2 separate regions of the Hordeum vulgare genome follow, and region 2 is linked to region 1. A link is a contact called in public Hi-C data. All regions are on one chromosome and are shown on one strand. Each heading gives the region's core, a stretch centred on a gene start, on an enhancer-like site or on the middle of the called end of the contact. The rest is flanking DNA. Distances are from core to core; before and after follow the strand shown. Region 1 holds the start of LOC123452635 (RING-H2 finger protein ATL67-like). Region 2 holds the start of LOC123395893 (IQ domain-containing protein IQM3-like).

Region 1 (7,498 bases), core at 1,831-4,330:
AATCACGTATGTCATTCCCTTTGTCCTTCGATATGTTACTTGCCCGAGATTCGATCGTCGGTATCCGTATACCTATTTCAATCTCGTTACCGGTAAGTCTCTTTACTCGTTCCGTAATACAAGATCCTGTGACTTACACTTGAGTCACATTGCTTGCAAGGCTTGTTTGTGATGTTGTATTACCGAGTGGGCCCCAAGATACCTCTCCGTCACACGGAGTGACAAATCCCAGTCTTGATCCATACTAACTCAACGGACACCTTCGGAGATACCTGTAGAGTACCTTTATAGTCACCCAGTTACGTTGCGACGTTTGATACACACAAGGTATTCCTCCCGGTGTCAGTGAGTTATATGATCTCATGGTCATAGGAATGAATACTTGACACGCAGAAAACAATAGCAATAAAATGACACGATCACATGCTACGTTCATAGTTTGGGTCTAGTCCATCACATGATTCTCCTCATGATGTGATCCAATTATCAAGTGTCAACACTTGCATATGGTCAGAAAACCTTAACCATCCTTGATCAACTGGCTAGCCAACTAGAGGCTTGCTAGGGACATTGTTTTGTCTATGTATCCACACATGTATCTATGTTTTCATTCAATACAATAATAGCATGGATAACAAACAATTATCTTGAAACAGAAAATATAATAATAACTATTTTATCATTGCCTCTAGGGAATATTTCCAACAGTTCCCCGTTGGCCGTCGTTGCCTTAGTTTGCTCGGCCACCCCACATCATCGTCCATGACGCCGTCATCATCATCGAGCAACGCCCCAACCTCGCGTGCGATCGGATTGATCACCCGCCCGCCACGATCGACTCCATCCTCGCCATGCAGCTGACCTGATCAAGTCGGTTGCATGCGCCTCCGCGGGTCTTGTGAAGGCTGTCCCGAGTATAGCGTGCCCCTCCACTGATCGAGCAACTGTCTGCCGCTGCGTTGCCCCATAGGGCTGCAGTGCCATCACCCAGTGGTTCTCCCAGCGGTTTCCCCGACCCGCGAGCCACCGCTACACCATCCCTTCGGGTTGTAGTGTAGCGGCACGCGGTCGTGGCCGTCGCTCGAGGCCTTCCGTGTGGCTGCACTGACCTGTGCACCACCGCTGCGTCGCCCCTTCGGGTCGTAGCATTGCGGCATGCGGCCTACGCCGCCACCCCGAGGTCTTCCCGCTGTCGCCCCGACCCGCACGTTGCCGCTTCGTCGCCCCTTCGGGTCGTAGCAATGTGGCACGCGGTCCACTCCGCCGTCCCCGCGCGTCGACTTCCTGTGGTATGCGCCGCGTCGTCTCTTTCGGCGCGGGAACGCCATCGTCCGCGCCGGTCTTCGTCATGCTGTCGGGCTCTTCCTCGCCTACTTCGAGCATCGCCGCCGCGCTCCTAACCAGCCGCCGCCGCCGCCATCAGGCCAGCACCGCCGCTCTCCTTTGGCACTGCTGCAACTTGCTCACCCGAGCCGCATCGCCCGTCCAGCTCCTTCATCTTCGTTCAGCAGCAGCTCATCGCCAGCGTCGCCGTCGTCTTCCCCAACCACTTCATCTACTCCGACCAATGCGGGCAACATGGACCCCCGCCGATTTGCACCGCAACCGTCGTTGAGTCGTTCTCTGATATCCTCTCGACATGGCGTGCAGGTTGTTCGCTGGTCCCCGTCTCCACATGCCCGGTGCTGGCAACACTGACGTGTGCCTTCGTCCCCGATGTGCTCCTAGGCCTGGCAAGCCTAGCGCGGAGCATCACTAATATCGACTTCGTTCGTCTACGCATGCGCGGTGATGGCAACATCGATGCATGCCTTCGTCCACGATGTGTTCCCGGGCTTGGCAAACCCGGCACGACGCGTCGTCAACTACGTCTCCTTCTCGACACATCACTACTTTGACACCACTACATCCACCCCTAACTCGGCGCCTCCTTGCGCCAGGGCTTCACGGCGACTTCCTCGACACCGGTTACCCCGACTCGACATCGACCACGACGTTCTTTGCACTGCTACCTCGACCGCGGCTACACCATACTACGCTCTCGGCTACCTCGACATCGGCACAAAGGGCTACCGCCTTGCTTGAGAAACCTCGTCGGTATCCACTCCAGCTACAACTTCCATGATGCCTCGACCATTACGACTGTGGGGGGATGTCCCTCGGCTTATCTTCGGATTCTTCTTCAGTCTCACCGTCTGCGTCGCTACCGCTGTGACTTCAGGGGGATCTTGAGTATATTGATTATTAGAAAATATGAGATAGACTAGGAATTGTCTTACCTTGCCTTGTACTCTAAGTTGATCATTGTACTTATATATATATATATGTCCATGAGGCTCAAGCAATAAAACAACCATTCCACCAATCCTCTATTACTTTTCAACATTTAACAGACACCGGTTTAACGTTGACTAATTTCCACCGTCACTCACTATGGCGGTAGCTTGTCTTACCATACACTAATAGACTATAACAATGATTTTTTTTTTACAACAGAAGTCAGATCGCGCTTAATTTCTGAAGAAGGATGGCCAGTACGACGTCAGCACGCTTGGGCTCACGGGAGTAGGAGACTACAATTAAGTTCAGAATGAAACAGGAACTCGTTCGGGGACGTAGCTCAGATGGTAGATTGCTCGCTTAGCATGCGAGAGGCACGGGGATCGATACCCCGCATCTCCACCCACCTTTTTGTGAAAAATCCTTGTCAATCTTTTTTTTGCTGACTCGCTGCTCGGCCCAGCCATGGGTTCCGTCGCTGACCCGCTGCGTGGCTTGGAACCTCACGCCTCATCATCTATCTCCCGCCTCGCCCTGCGTACTCAAGTCCACCCACCTTTTTGTGAAAAATCCTTGTCAATCTTTTTTTTGCTGACTCGCTGCTCGGCCCAGCCATGGGTTCCGTCGCTGACCCGCTGCGTGGCTTGGAACCTCACGCCTCATCATCTATCTCCCGCCTCGCCCTGCGTACTCAAGTCGACACGGTATCTTTCCCTTTTGCGCCGCTCCGCCCATCCGTCGCTCGCAAATCCGTCCTATTCGTATCTATCTATCTGCTGCCGCCGTCCGTAGTGCGCGCCCGGTGGTGGGAGGGTCACGGCCCCGCCCGCTGCAGCCACACACCCTTCCTTCCTTCCTTTCCTTGATGAAGGCCACCGATCCGCCCCCACCACCGCACCGCATCCCGTTCCCGACGGATAAAAATCCACGCGACACGCAACAACTTCCTAAATGCGAGCGCAACGGCGTGAGTGCGCAGCAGACGCAGATCCCATTCTATTAACACAAACCACACCACACCACACCACACCAGCGAGGGGGAGAACAGAGAAGGGGAGGGGGAGAGGCAGCGCCCACGCTCGCGCTCCCATCCGCCGCCAGCCATGGCGTCGGGGGTGTCCACGAGCATGGTGCTCACGCTGCTCGGCTTCTGCGTCAGCGTGCTCTTCATACTCTTCGTCTGCTCCAGGCTCGTCTGCGCGCTCGTGCGCCGCCGTCGGCGCCGCTCCCGGGCCTCGCCGCTCCCGCCGGGCTTCCCGCCCCTCGCCGCCAACTACTTCTTCGCCGTCCAGGTCGACCGCCTGGGGGGGCAGCCAGCGGCCGGCCCCGGCGCCGGGGGGCTTGACCTGGCCGCCGTCGCCTCCTTCCCCACCCGCGCCTTCTCAGCTGCATCGCCCTCCTCAGACTCCGACTCCTCCGACGCGGCCCCGCAGTAAGTGGCTGCTCCTCGATCTGCCTTTGCTCCGTCCAATCGCCGATTCCAATCTGTCCCCGTGCCATGCGCTTCCTTGCGTTGCCTGCCGTCTAAACTCTAAACTTGGAATCTACTCCTACTCCACTGTGTAGCGCCGTTTAGTCAGTATATCCCTCGTATTCACTGGAATTGCACTTCCGATGGGATTGTGTGTCTCGGTCGTGCAAGTTTTAGTTGATCCTTAGGCACTGATTTAGGGCGACCAGCGCTGCAATTATGAGCTTGTATCTGTGAGGGCGCACTCACTGATGAGTGCCGAAAGAGGGATCTCACCATCATTATTGTAAGGCAAGGATTAGTGTCATTGTCACTGTCTAGTTGGGTTCTTTTGGATACTAGTGCTGTGAGCACTGAATCCTCACATACATACATGCCAAATACTTTTTGGTTAGACTTCTAATATTAGTACCAAGGTGGGACTGGGACTGTGAAATCCCATGCTTCAGTTCCAACTTGCTCAATGATGCAAGTTGCTAACGCATCATTAGCTAACATGAATTTGGTGTTTCTTAACAACTTTACCATAGACTATATTATGTGGATAAAGAATTGTTGAGCTTTGCCCGGCGTTAGTTGTTATAAACATACTGCCTAAAAGGATAGTTATCCTAGGTATATACTACCCACCATTGTCCTCAGTAACCTTTGGCAAGTATTTGCATTCTTCTAACCACTTCTCAGTGTGAGTATTTGAGATGGATCCCCTCTTGTAGAAGTGAAGCTGTCCTTGAGAGTGTTTTTAGATTCTGTTAGTACCATAGGAAATGTCCTTCAGCATGTTGGTGCCTAAGAAAAAACATGTGACCTTTTTAGTACCAGAGTCCTGGTTACGGTGTTTAACTGGGATTGACTATTGAACCATTAGGTCCCCAAGATTTCATTTTCATTGGACAGATAAGACAACTTGGTTAATAACATCTAACTGAAATACAAATATCTTTGAGCTGCTCCTGAATAAAATCATACAGTACTGAAGAATAATGGTGCATCACAATTAAGGAGTATATTGTGAGTACTCACATATGCTTAATTAGAGGGAGGCTAGGACTGGCTTGGTTGTCTGATGTCCGATCTAGTCCTTCACTGTTAGTTGAACAAGTCTTTCGCTGGATGCACATCATTTACTACTACCTCCGTCCCATAATATAAGATGTTATTACAACCAATATATGAGTACAATGGTTGTAATAACATACTCCCTCCGTCCAAAATAAGTGTCTCAAGCTTAGTACAACTTTGTACTAGATCTGGTACAAAGTTAAGACACTTATTTTGGGATGGAGGGATAATAATATTATGGGAATTACTTGCACCAATTGTGTGATTCACCTTTGTGTTTAGTATCTTGAAACAAACACCAAACATCCCATCCAGTTTCCCAGCTAGTTTTTGGCAGCACAGTTTTTCCAAAATCGTAATAATCTAAGCTTAGTATTCCATTGTATGGGCAATGAATACTTCAGTTTCTAAAAACTGCAGTTTTTCTCGGTTTGGTTTAGAAAAAAAGTGAGGTAGAAATCTCTTTTTCAAACAGTACCAAAAATATACAGTAGTTGAGATACTGCGGTTTATGAATCTGTTGTATTTGTTGATGCCAAACACATTGACGTATTTAAAACCGTGGTTTCTAAGAAAACACAGTATTCTCCTAAAACTCCAAAAAAAACTGAGCTATCGAAATAGCCTGCCTCTTTTTATCTACGCATCACTAGTTGATCATTTTCAGATTTGTCCTTCATACTTTATTGCTTTGCTGAGCTAGTATATTTTTATTTATACAAAAGCTCATTACTTGATAGTGTGTGCATGTGTTGGTGTGTTATATTCTGTATTTCCATTTTTTCCTGTGCTTATTTTTTGTAGCAATTGTTCCTGGTTACACCAAAATATAAACTCTGAGCTGTTCGTGTCTTCTCTCGCAGGTGTGTTGTTTGTCTTGCAGAATACGAGGACAAAGATGTGCTCCGCACTCTTCCTTACTGTGGCCACAATTTCCATATGGTGTGCATAGATGCTTGGCTAAAGCAGCACTCAACGTGCCCAGTCTGTAGAATTTCACTGTCTGACTATCCTGATATCAAGCATATTGCGCCTCCTTTACCAAGTGCAGTGGTGATACCAATACCTATACCTCCTTATTCCCCCGAAGCATCCATATCGGATCCGTGTCATTGCCTGTTTGTCGGCACGGGGCATTCGCCAAGGCCATCGGAGGTTCTTCAAAGCGAACCCGACCAGGCGAATCGGACAGTACCCGGTCCATCCTTGGATGGGCCAAACAACTTGACGTTGTCTGAGGTTACCTCTCCTGGCGAAATAACAACGAAACAGTAAAACAGCACATGGAGAGTCCTTGTATTCCCAGCAGGTCGTGATCTGCCCAGCTAAGCCCCCAGCAAGTAGCTGTTTGGAGTTTCTTTTGTGCCGTGTGTTGCACGGTGCGGTGAACAACCTGTAAACCTGGAAACATCTGCCCATGTGGATGTCTGTTATAGGTTAGATTTCCGCGGGTTCGATGTAAATATGAGAAATCTTTGGGTTTCTTGTCGAAAAGCCACACATTTGCTCGATAATTTCACTGAAAACAGTCCATTATATCCATCTATGGTAGCCCACTGAGAATTGTTGTAGGAACATCATCATCAGTGCATTGCATGTACCAATGCTGTCATCAAACAGGATGGGTAGGGCATCTTGATTTGTTGGTTGAGATGACTGTCTTAATGCAGATGAACTGATGAGCTAACAAACATGTTGACAATGTCGTGCTCATGCATCCATAAGATAATTCTTTCATGAACAGCATAAAGATTAGCTGGTGTACTGTTTGCATCCACTTGGAAGCAGCAGCATGCTGCTTGCTTCAGTGACCATGGTTAAGTGACCCAATTGCAATTGGCTGGTTTGAGGTTAACTGACCTGCACTGCAGGGAACTGGAACCAGTACAATGCTGCATGATTCTGATCCAGAATTCGGGATCACAACATCTAACTCCAGAGTCCAGAATGATGATACTTGTTCCGAAAGGAGACCCCTGTGGGCCCTGACACACCGATGTCGGGCCAGTGGGGCCCACTCATGGCTCGTGGTAGATCTAACAGTGTGCTCAAGAGTCAAGACCAACAGCAGAGACATTGTCTACAGCTACAAGTGTGCTGCCAAGAAGAAGAAAATAAATAAATAAATAAGCCTATTTACAGTGAGTGATTCCTGTCGGTGGTGGTGGTGGCCCTCACCGGAGTAGAGCTCTCATCCCGTCCATAAAACGGCCAGCACCGTGGCGTGATGATACGCATCCGCTGCAAAAGTGCAGAGCCACCAGAGGAGAAAGCTTGGGTCACTCAGCTTTGCACTTGTGACTTGTTCAGCCATGGAGTTCAAGCACCTTTGCCTGGTCAGGTTCAAGGAGGGCGTGGTGGTGGACGACATCATTCAGCAGCTCACCAAGCTCGCCGCTGAGCTCGACACCGTCAAATTCTTTGGGTGGTATGCATCTGCATTTCATTTGTTCCGAAAAAGGGATTCCATCTTTTTTCACTGCAGAAGTACACCTCAAACTGCAGGCTGCATTTTTCTTTTTGAAGAACACTGAAGTCTTGCACCGGCGACGAAAACTGTGTCCAAGTTTATAAATAATTCAGCAACAACAGATCAACATTATTTGATATAAGAGTTTATTTGATGTAAGGGATGGGAGTACATCATTGATTGTTGCTTGTGTTGCGTTGGCGTTGCAGGGGAAA
Region 2 (7,498 bases), core at 2,136-4,635, 900 kb before region 1:
TTTTGTGGTTTGCATGGTCAAAAAAGTGGTACTTTATTTGAACTTGTGAGGAGCCATGTAGTGGGTGAGTTGGCTAGTGTGTTAAGATCTCAATATTGAATTCTTGACTTCAATTCTCAGCTTCAGCATGATTTTTCAGGCTATAAAACTACAAATATGGAAACTACTAACATCAAGATTTGTTCCAACATATTTTCTATCAGAAATTATTAGGTATGCGATGTGTGAGTTATCAAGCTATTCACACAAAAATTAACCGAGGGTATTTCATCAACGTGCCTCCCTCCACCCGGTCGCCAAATTTACCAAGACCGAGGTACATAAGTTTTTAGTGATGTGTGAGTTACCGTGATATTCACATAAAAATTATCAGAGGTATATTTCATCAACTCTCTTCGTCAAAGTTACTAGGACTGGGCTGCATAAGTTATCACGTCACAAATGTGTGAGTTACCATGCTATTCACACCAAAGTTACCCGAAGATATTTCATCAACCCCCACCCCCACGCCAAAGTTATCAAGACTGGGTTATATAAGTTTATCAGGTTTGTGATATGCGAGTTACCCTGATATTCACACAAAAGTGACCGGGGTGTATCCCCCTGATCACTAAAATTACCACGGTGCTATCGACTCTAGATGAGTTGGTAAAAAATAGTCTACTTAAGTGTGGAAAAGATTGGACATTGTGTTAACTTTTGTGCAAACATAGAAGAGGAGACAAGTTAAATAACCTATTTGGTTTCGTTTTGTCAAGAAAAAGGAACATAGATGAGCTGGTTGGCTAGTTGAGTTACCTCATGAGGGGTACAAGGATCAAATCCTCTTGTGTGCGCACCAATTTTTATATGAAGAAAATAAAAGAAACGGACCGGACATACTACGGTTTTTAGCACAAGGAAATAAAAATCGGTCCTAAAACAAATCAAGCAAAATAACAATATTATATGACACATCGGCATGTTTGCTAGTTCTAAGAATATGATAATAGTTATGTTACCCCGTTATGGCTAGACTAAGGCATGTGCCAATGCAAGTCTCTTAGCATGGTTTCATAGGCATTTTACTTATGTGACACTATATTTAATGAAGAGAGATAGTAAGATTGTATCTTAGCTAACATACAACTTTAGCACGTGACCATAGGCAAAAAAGAGATGCTAACCCAATCACATGCATGGAGAAGTCATAAATCATTAAATTTTAATACACCACATATATAAGATACAATGCATTATATAAGTTGTTTTTTATGTTTTTATTATGTGTATGATTACGTGCTAAGAGATGATGCATTGGCACATACCTATGGCACAAAAGGATGCGGGCACGAAGCCAGCTGCCACGAGTACCACGGGGTAGTAGGTAAAGCAATAATGTGAATTTCAACCCTTAAAGAGTAATAAGAGCAACTCCAATGGGGCGACCCATTTCGTCCGTCGCCGTCCGTTTGGGTCGGCGCGGACAAAAATGATGGCCCAACGCGCCGATCCATTGCCAAAACGCGTTCGCTTCGCGTCCGCGCCGATCCATTTCTCGCCCAAATTTGGGACTGAAATGCGTCGGCGCGGACGCGCGCATGCCCCCTCGGTGTCCGCCCCCAACCACCGCGGTCAACATAATTTATGACGGTCGCCATCCTCGGGCCCACGCGTCGGCGACCGCGGCTGGCCTTTTTTAATCCGAGCGTTCGGTGGGTTCCGCCATCTGCTGCCAAAACCCACCCCCGTCCCCATCTCGCCACCTCCTCGGCGACCAAGGGACCGAAACCCTAGCCCACCATGGCCGACGGCTTCCCAAACAAGGGCAAGGCCCCGCTCTTCCCCCGCGCCACCTCCCCGCCGTCGTCTTCCCACCGGCCTCGCCAGCGCGTGAGCGTCCCGGTGCACCAAGTGCGGTGGCACTAGGAGCAACACGTGCACTTCCTTACCCCCGACGTCACGCTGCCGCACGGCTAGCATCTGGATCCGGAGAGGATTCCGGTGCCGGGCGTGTCGCGGTCGACGCGGCTGCATGCGGAGGAGGTGACCAAGCGACGGTGTCTGCTGACGGCAGAGCAGCGACGAGACCCCACATACGCGGCCGACTCCCCTAACTGGGAGGTGTGGTTCGCGGTGGAGCACGAGAAGCAACGCCGCCGTGGTGTGCGCCAAGTGCAACCAGGAGGCCCTCCGCCGCCCCCGCCTATCGTCGACGACGAGGACCAAGAGGCTGAGGCCGCCTACCAGGCGGCGCTCGCTGGTGTCCTCCGCGACAGCGAGGAAGAAGCCTGACGCATGGTCGAAGAGGAGACGGCGTACCAGCAACAGGTCGCGGAGGCCATGGCACTGTCGGCTGCCTGCGACTGCGTCGTGCCACCTCCACCGGAGCCCGAGCCCGTGCTGCCGCGGGAGGTCTACCAGTGGACCGGTGTCGTCCAGGAGTTCGTCAGCGCGCCGCCCATCTGGCTGGGGCGCGTCCCTGCTGCAGGAGCAGGCCTGCCTCGAGCATTGGAGGTCGGTGCACCTGCAGGCGGAGCGCGTCGAAGGCCTGCGGCTCATGGAGCTGGAGAAGGAGGAGGAGGAGGAACGACGGGAGGCGGAGGAGGAGGAGTGTGCTCGTGCTGCTGCGCTGCCACCGCCACCACCACATCCCGCGCCGGCGGGGCAGACAACGGAGGCGCAGGCAGCTACGCTCTGGAACTCGACGTTCCCATGGGCCGCCCCTGCACCAACGTTGGTCGACCTCACCGGCCCCGACGACGACGACGATGACGCCTAGGGCTACATGGACGCAGTTTTAGTTTTTTATTTTATTTTTATTTAATGTAATGTGAACGCGACGCGTGAACTATCGCCGGCCTTCGTGACCGGTTTCTAATGTTTAATTATGTATTATGTCTTTTTTTTAGACAAAAAAGAGGTCCGGTCAGCGTTGTGCGCACGAGCCGATCCATTTGCGAAAGCAAACGTTCGTGTCCGCCTAACCGATTCAAACAGACAAAAAAGAAACGAAATCGCTGTCCTTTGGAGTGAATTCCTATTCAGGAAAGCTACCAGTAGTAGCGGACCATAAATGCGTTTGGAAATAGACGTATGTGCTGCTCTAGAATCACATACATTTGCATGCAGCGTGCACCTGAGGAGACGTGTGAGTTGTATGGACAGGAATTCTGGAAATACACCGGAGTATCTATGTGCGGCTCCTATAGGAAACGCACGGTGGACACGACCCGACCCGGCGGTCGATACCACACACTATCGGCGACCGCGTCGGCATGCAGCCCGTCATGACCGGCAATCCACGTCACCGTGGACCTTGGCATACACACACTCGCATGCCACGCCTACTCGGCAGGCTGAATAACATAACATTTCTGCCCTCTCTTTTTCTTTCTGTTGTTGCCGGGAAATCTTTCTGTACGCTGCCCGTAGTTCCCGCCAGCAGGAGAGAATACTACTCCTACACTAGTAACTCAATGAGCGCATTAAATTAAATTATTCTCCAACAACCTCTCGTGTTACACCTTAAATTCCTGCTGCTGCTGCCGCCTCCTCCTCCTCCCCCTTCCTCCTGCTTGATAAGACTACAACCATTAGTCCACCATTACCTTGATAGATGGAGGTGGAGACTGCGATGCCTACTCCGGCGGCCGGGCTGGACCGCGTGGGCTCTGCCGCGCGGGAGCCGAATCACACGGAGGCCTCCTCGCCGTCGCCGGCGGCTGGAGGCAGCGCGAATGGCGCGGCGACCAAGGTGCAGAAGGTCTACCGGAGCTACCGGACCAGGCGCAAGCTTGCCGACTCCGCCGTCGTCGTCGAGGAGCTCTGGTAAACAGATCCTTCCTACACACACACAAAAAAAAAAAGATAACATCACCACCGTGCCTGTTTCCTTTCTCCCATTTGGTCGTCTGACAATTTTGGCAAAGAAAATCGTCCAAACCCGTCTTTCTTGGGATTCTGCGCTTATTGCTGCCCTTTTCTTGCTTGTTAGTTGTTGCCCTCCCGTGAGACGCTGATTTTGGTGTCGGCAATGCCTGATTTGCTTCGTCCTGATTTTTTTTTATTTTTTTTTGGAAAGGAGGCCTCCGGCCTCTGCATCATTGATTTGTCTTGATGATGGTTACGGGTGCTGAAAATCAAACTGTTTTTTTTTTTTTGTTTGGATTGAATGAAGGTGGCAAGCGCTGGACTTCGCGCGGCTAAACCACAGCACCGTCTCCTTCTACGATGGCCCGGAGCCGGAGACCGCCGCCTCGCGCTGGAACCGCGTCAGCCTCAATGCATCCAAGGTCTTGCCGCTTTCCCTTTCCCCGCATCAATCGCCAGCGCAAGGCAGCTCACCATGGCCTTTCCCCTCACAAGAGAATGATTCTTTTGACTGGAATTCTCCTCGATTTTAACTCCAACACATGTTCATGAGCTTGATGCAGGTGGGTCAGGGTTTATCCAAGGATGCTAAGGCTCTTAAGCTGGCTTTCCAGCACTGGATCGAGGCTGTGAGTACAGAAATCCTACACATCAACTACTGATTTTAATCTAATTTTAGTAGTACTAGTGTTGTATTCGTTGCCTTTCTCCGCTCTCCAAATGAGTGTGAAAAGAATCAGCTTCGCAGTATCAGTTGACTTGGACTTTCCGTTAGCTGCGAACATCCATGATAAAAGCTCTACAGCTTTCACGGTTGACTTGGACTTCGGCTTGCAAAATTTTGAAATCCATCTGCCATCTTGTAGATTGATCCAAGGCATAGGTACGGGCACAACCTGCATTTCTACTATGATGCCTGGTCCCAGACCCAGGCTGGCCAGCCGTTCTTCTACTGGTAAGGAAATGACTGCCATTGTGTATATCAAAATTTGGTTGTTCAAATGAAATGAAGCAATCAATATGTAGCTGTCATTTTCCTGCGAGATAAGTCTGATCGATTTTGCACGAAAATTGATAGGTCCTTTTCTTTTTGCATATTCAGGCTCGATATTGGTGAGGGAAAAGATGTAGAGCTTCCAGAATGCTCAAGGGCTCTGCTGAAAAAGCAATGCATAAGATATCTTGGTCCAGTAAGATCATTTGCATAATGGATGCTATCTTTATTTGGAACGATACCGTTCTTACTGAAAATATTTCACTGAGAGCTGCATTAGAACTTCAGAGTGCTAAATAATATGTGGATCAATTGATAAAGGAGTTAAGAACAATAGTCAATACATTATTTAGTTTGTAAGTATATCTATTTAGTTAGAAAAGAGATAGCTTAAAATAGGAAAATATTGACAGTTTTTATGGAATGATATTTAGTTAGGCAAGAGATATGTCATTTAGTTGGTAAGGGTATCTCAGGTGCAAAGACAAAACTAAGCCAAAGAGCCTGCCTAACTTCGACAGGGATTGGGCCGTGCCAGCATCTACATGAGAACGAGTGCACTCTCCTCCGTCTCTGGACTTCTGCAGCCCGCGGCACATATATGTTTTAATGCTATTGCAAAAAAAAGGGCAGCCCGATGCACGTTGCTCCCGCTTGCACAAGGTCCGGGGAAGGGTCTTAATCCCATTGTAAAAAAATAAATACTTCCTCCACCCAGAATTGTAAGGCACGCGCGCGCACACACACACACACTTCTCAAATTTGCTGGTCAATAGTATGTGGATAACGTTAATACAAAAATTGGTATCGTTGGATTCATCCTAAAAGCACTTTTCAGTGGTATCAATTTGTACGAGACAATCCACATAGTTGGGCAAATCGTTGGTCAAAGTTACATCTTGGAAACGTGCATTCCTTCCTTATATTTCTGGAGAGAGTTATTGAAGATAAATTTTACTGCCAAAGTTCCAGAAGTCTTGAATTATGTTTAATGAGGTCATAGAACTCCCTAGCCTTTGCCATTTATACTTCTATTTGACTGTTCATCTTAACCACAATACACCCAACATGTTCAGATTTGTCATGACAAATTGCCACGTGAAAGTTTGGAAGAAGATTGTTGAGCATGAACTCTGTAACAGTTGTCTAATATTTTGCAGCAAGAGCGTGAGTACTATGAATACATCATTAAAGAGGGAAAGATTATCCACAGGGTATCTGAAGAAGCACTTGATACAAGCCAGGGCCCTAAAGGGACAAAATGGATTTTTGTTATGAGCACAGCAAAGAAACTTTATGCTGGGCAGGTAGTTTGATAACTCACATCATTATATTGCTGCTGAGCACTGTTATATCATGATTTGGAAGATCGCAAATTTTAACATGCTCCATCTTACCCCTCTTTTTACATGTGAGGTAAGGTAAGAGCTAATCAGATCACTAATTAATGGGATTAACGGCTCAGATCTATTATATATCTTACCTCTCATGTGAAAAGAGGGGGTAAGAGGGAGCATGCTAAAACTGCTCTTGGAAGATTAGCTTCACTAAATGTTCAACTTGTATGCTTATTTCTATATCCAGAAGGAGAAAGGTGTATTCCAGCACTCCAGCTTTTTAGCAGGAGGTGCAACCATAGCTGCTGGAAGGTTTACTGCAGAAAATGGAGTTATCAAGGTATTGTCGAGAACCACCATCCTATCTTAGTGCTACTATTTACACTTAGATATTACACTTGGTGAATTGTTACTTAAATATTGTATTTTACACATAGATTTTAGAAAAGGAGGATAACCCCGGCCTCTGCATCTTTGTCCCACAAGATCTAGCATACTCACAAAGTCACAATTTTGTTCTTGTGCTTTCTCCTTCGATGCATTGTGCTAATATGATGCTTTGGTGATCTCTTCTCATTTCAGTCCATTTGGGCCTATAGTGGACATTACAAGCCGAGTGGGGAGAACCTTAACAACTTCATGAGCTTTCTAGAAGAAAATGGAGTTGATCTGAAAGAAGTTGAGGTATACTATTTTTGGTCCAGTTAAATCTAATCACACTCCTATGTGTTACCAAATGTAAGACGATTCACTTAATCAACTTATTTTGGCATATTCAGGTGGGCTCATCCACCAAGGAAGATTACTATGAAGATCCAGTGCCTAATATCAAGCAGAACCCTGCTGCTGCTATGATGGCATCCAATACTCCACAATTGATTCTGCCTTCCAACATGGTAGAAGAAGACAAGGCATCTGGGCCATCTTCACAGACTGAAGCTGACGAGGACAATAATGTCCGTGTGGAGCAAGCAAGGCCAACCTACCAAAGAACCTTATCAGGTGGCCTGCAAAGTCCTAGAGACGCCGTCGTCTCGCAGGATGCAATTCTTGAGAGGGTGAATTCCAAGAGCAAGTCAAAATCCTATCAGCTCGGCCACAGGCTATCCCTGAAATGGAGCACTGGAAATGGTCCAAGAATTGGGTGTGTGAAGGATTATCCGATAGAGCTCAGAATGCAGGCGCTGGAGATGGTACAACTCTCGCCGAGGGCGTCGACTCCTCCGGCCTCGTGGAGGGTACCATCATGCCTCTCCCCCACCTTGCCAACGCCGCCGCTCATGCCATTGCAGGCATCCCTGCCCCAGCCAAGTTA

The links. Hi-C and Micro-C count contacts between places; a contact is called where the count stands out from the background.
Region 2: a Hi-C map of leaf shows a contact between it and region 1, with 4 times the contacts expected there. The contact joins the promoter of LOC123395893 here to the promoter of LOC123452635 in region 1. A contact is called at or near these places in 2 of 6 Hi-C or Micro-C datasets (leaf and seedling).

The regions. Positions count from the first base shown.
Region 1 is chr5H:284,925,350-284,932,847 of MorexV3_pseudomolecules_assembly, reverse strand. It overlaps LOC123452635 (RING-H2 finger protein ATL67-like), which reads left to right and starts at 3,080. Exons shown (of 2, transcript XM_045129333.1): 1 at 3,080-3,712; 2 at 5,677-6,355. The coding sequence starts at 3,384. The coding sequence ends at 6,088. LOC123452638 (stress-response A/B barrel domain-containing protein At5g22580-like) reads left to right here and starts at 6,982. Exons shown (of 2, transcript XM_045129335.1): 1 at 6,982-7,241; 2 at 7,493-7,498. The coding sequence starts at 7,126.
Region 2 is chr5H:285,825,042-285,832,539 of MorexV3_pseudomolecules_assembly, reverse strand. LOC123395893 (IQ domain-containing protein IQM3-like) reads left to right here and starts at 3,385. Exons shown (of 9, transcript XM_045090921.1): 1 at 3,385-3,810; 2 at 4,160-4,274; 3 at 4,416-4,481; 4 at 4,719-4,807; 5 at 4,955-5,042; 6 at 6,007-6,153; 7 at 6,431-6,523; 8 at 6,766-6,867; 9 at 6,963-7,498. The coding sequence starts at 3,599.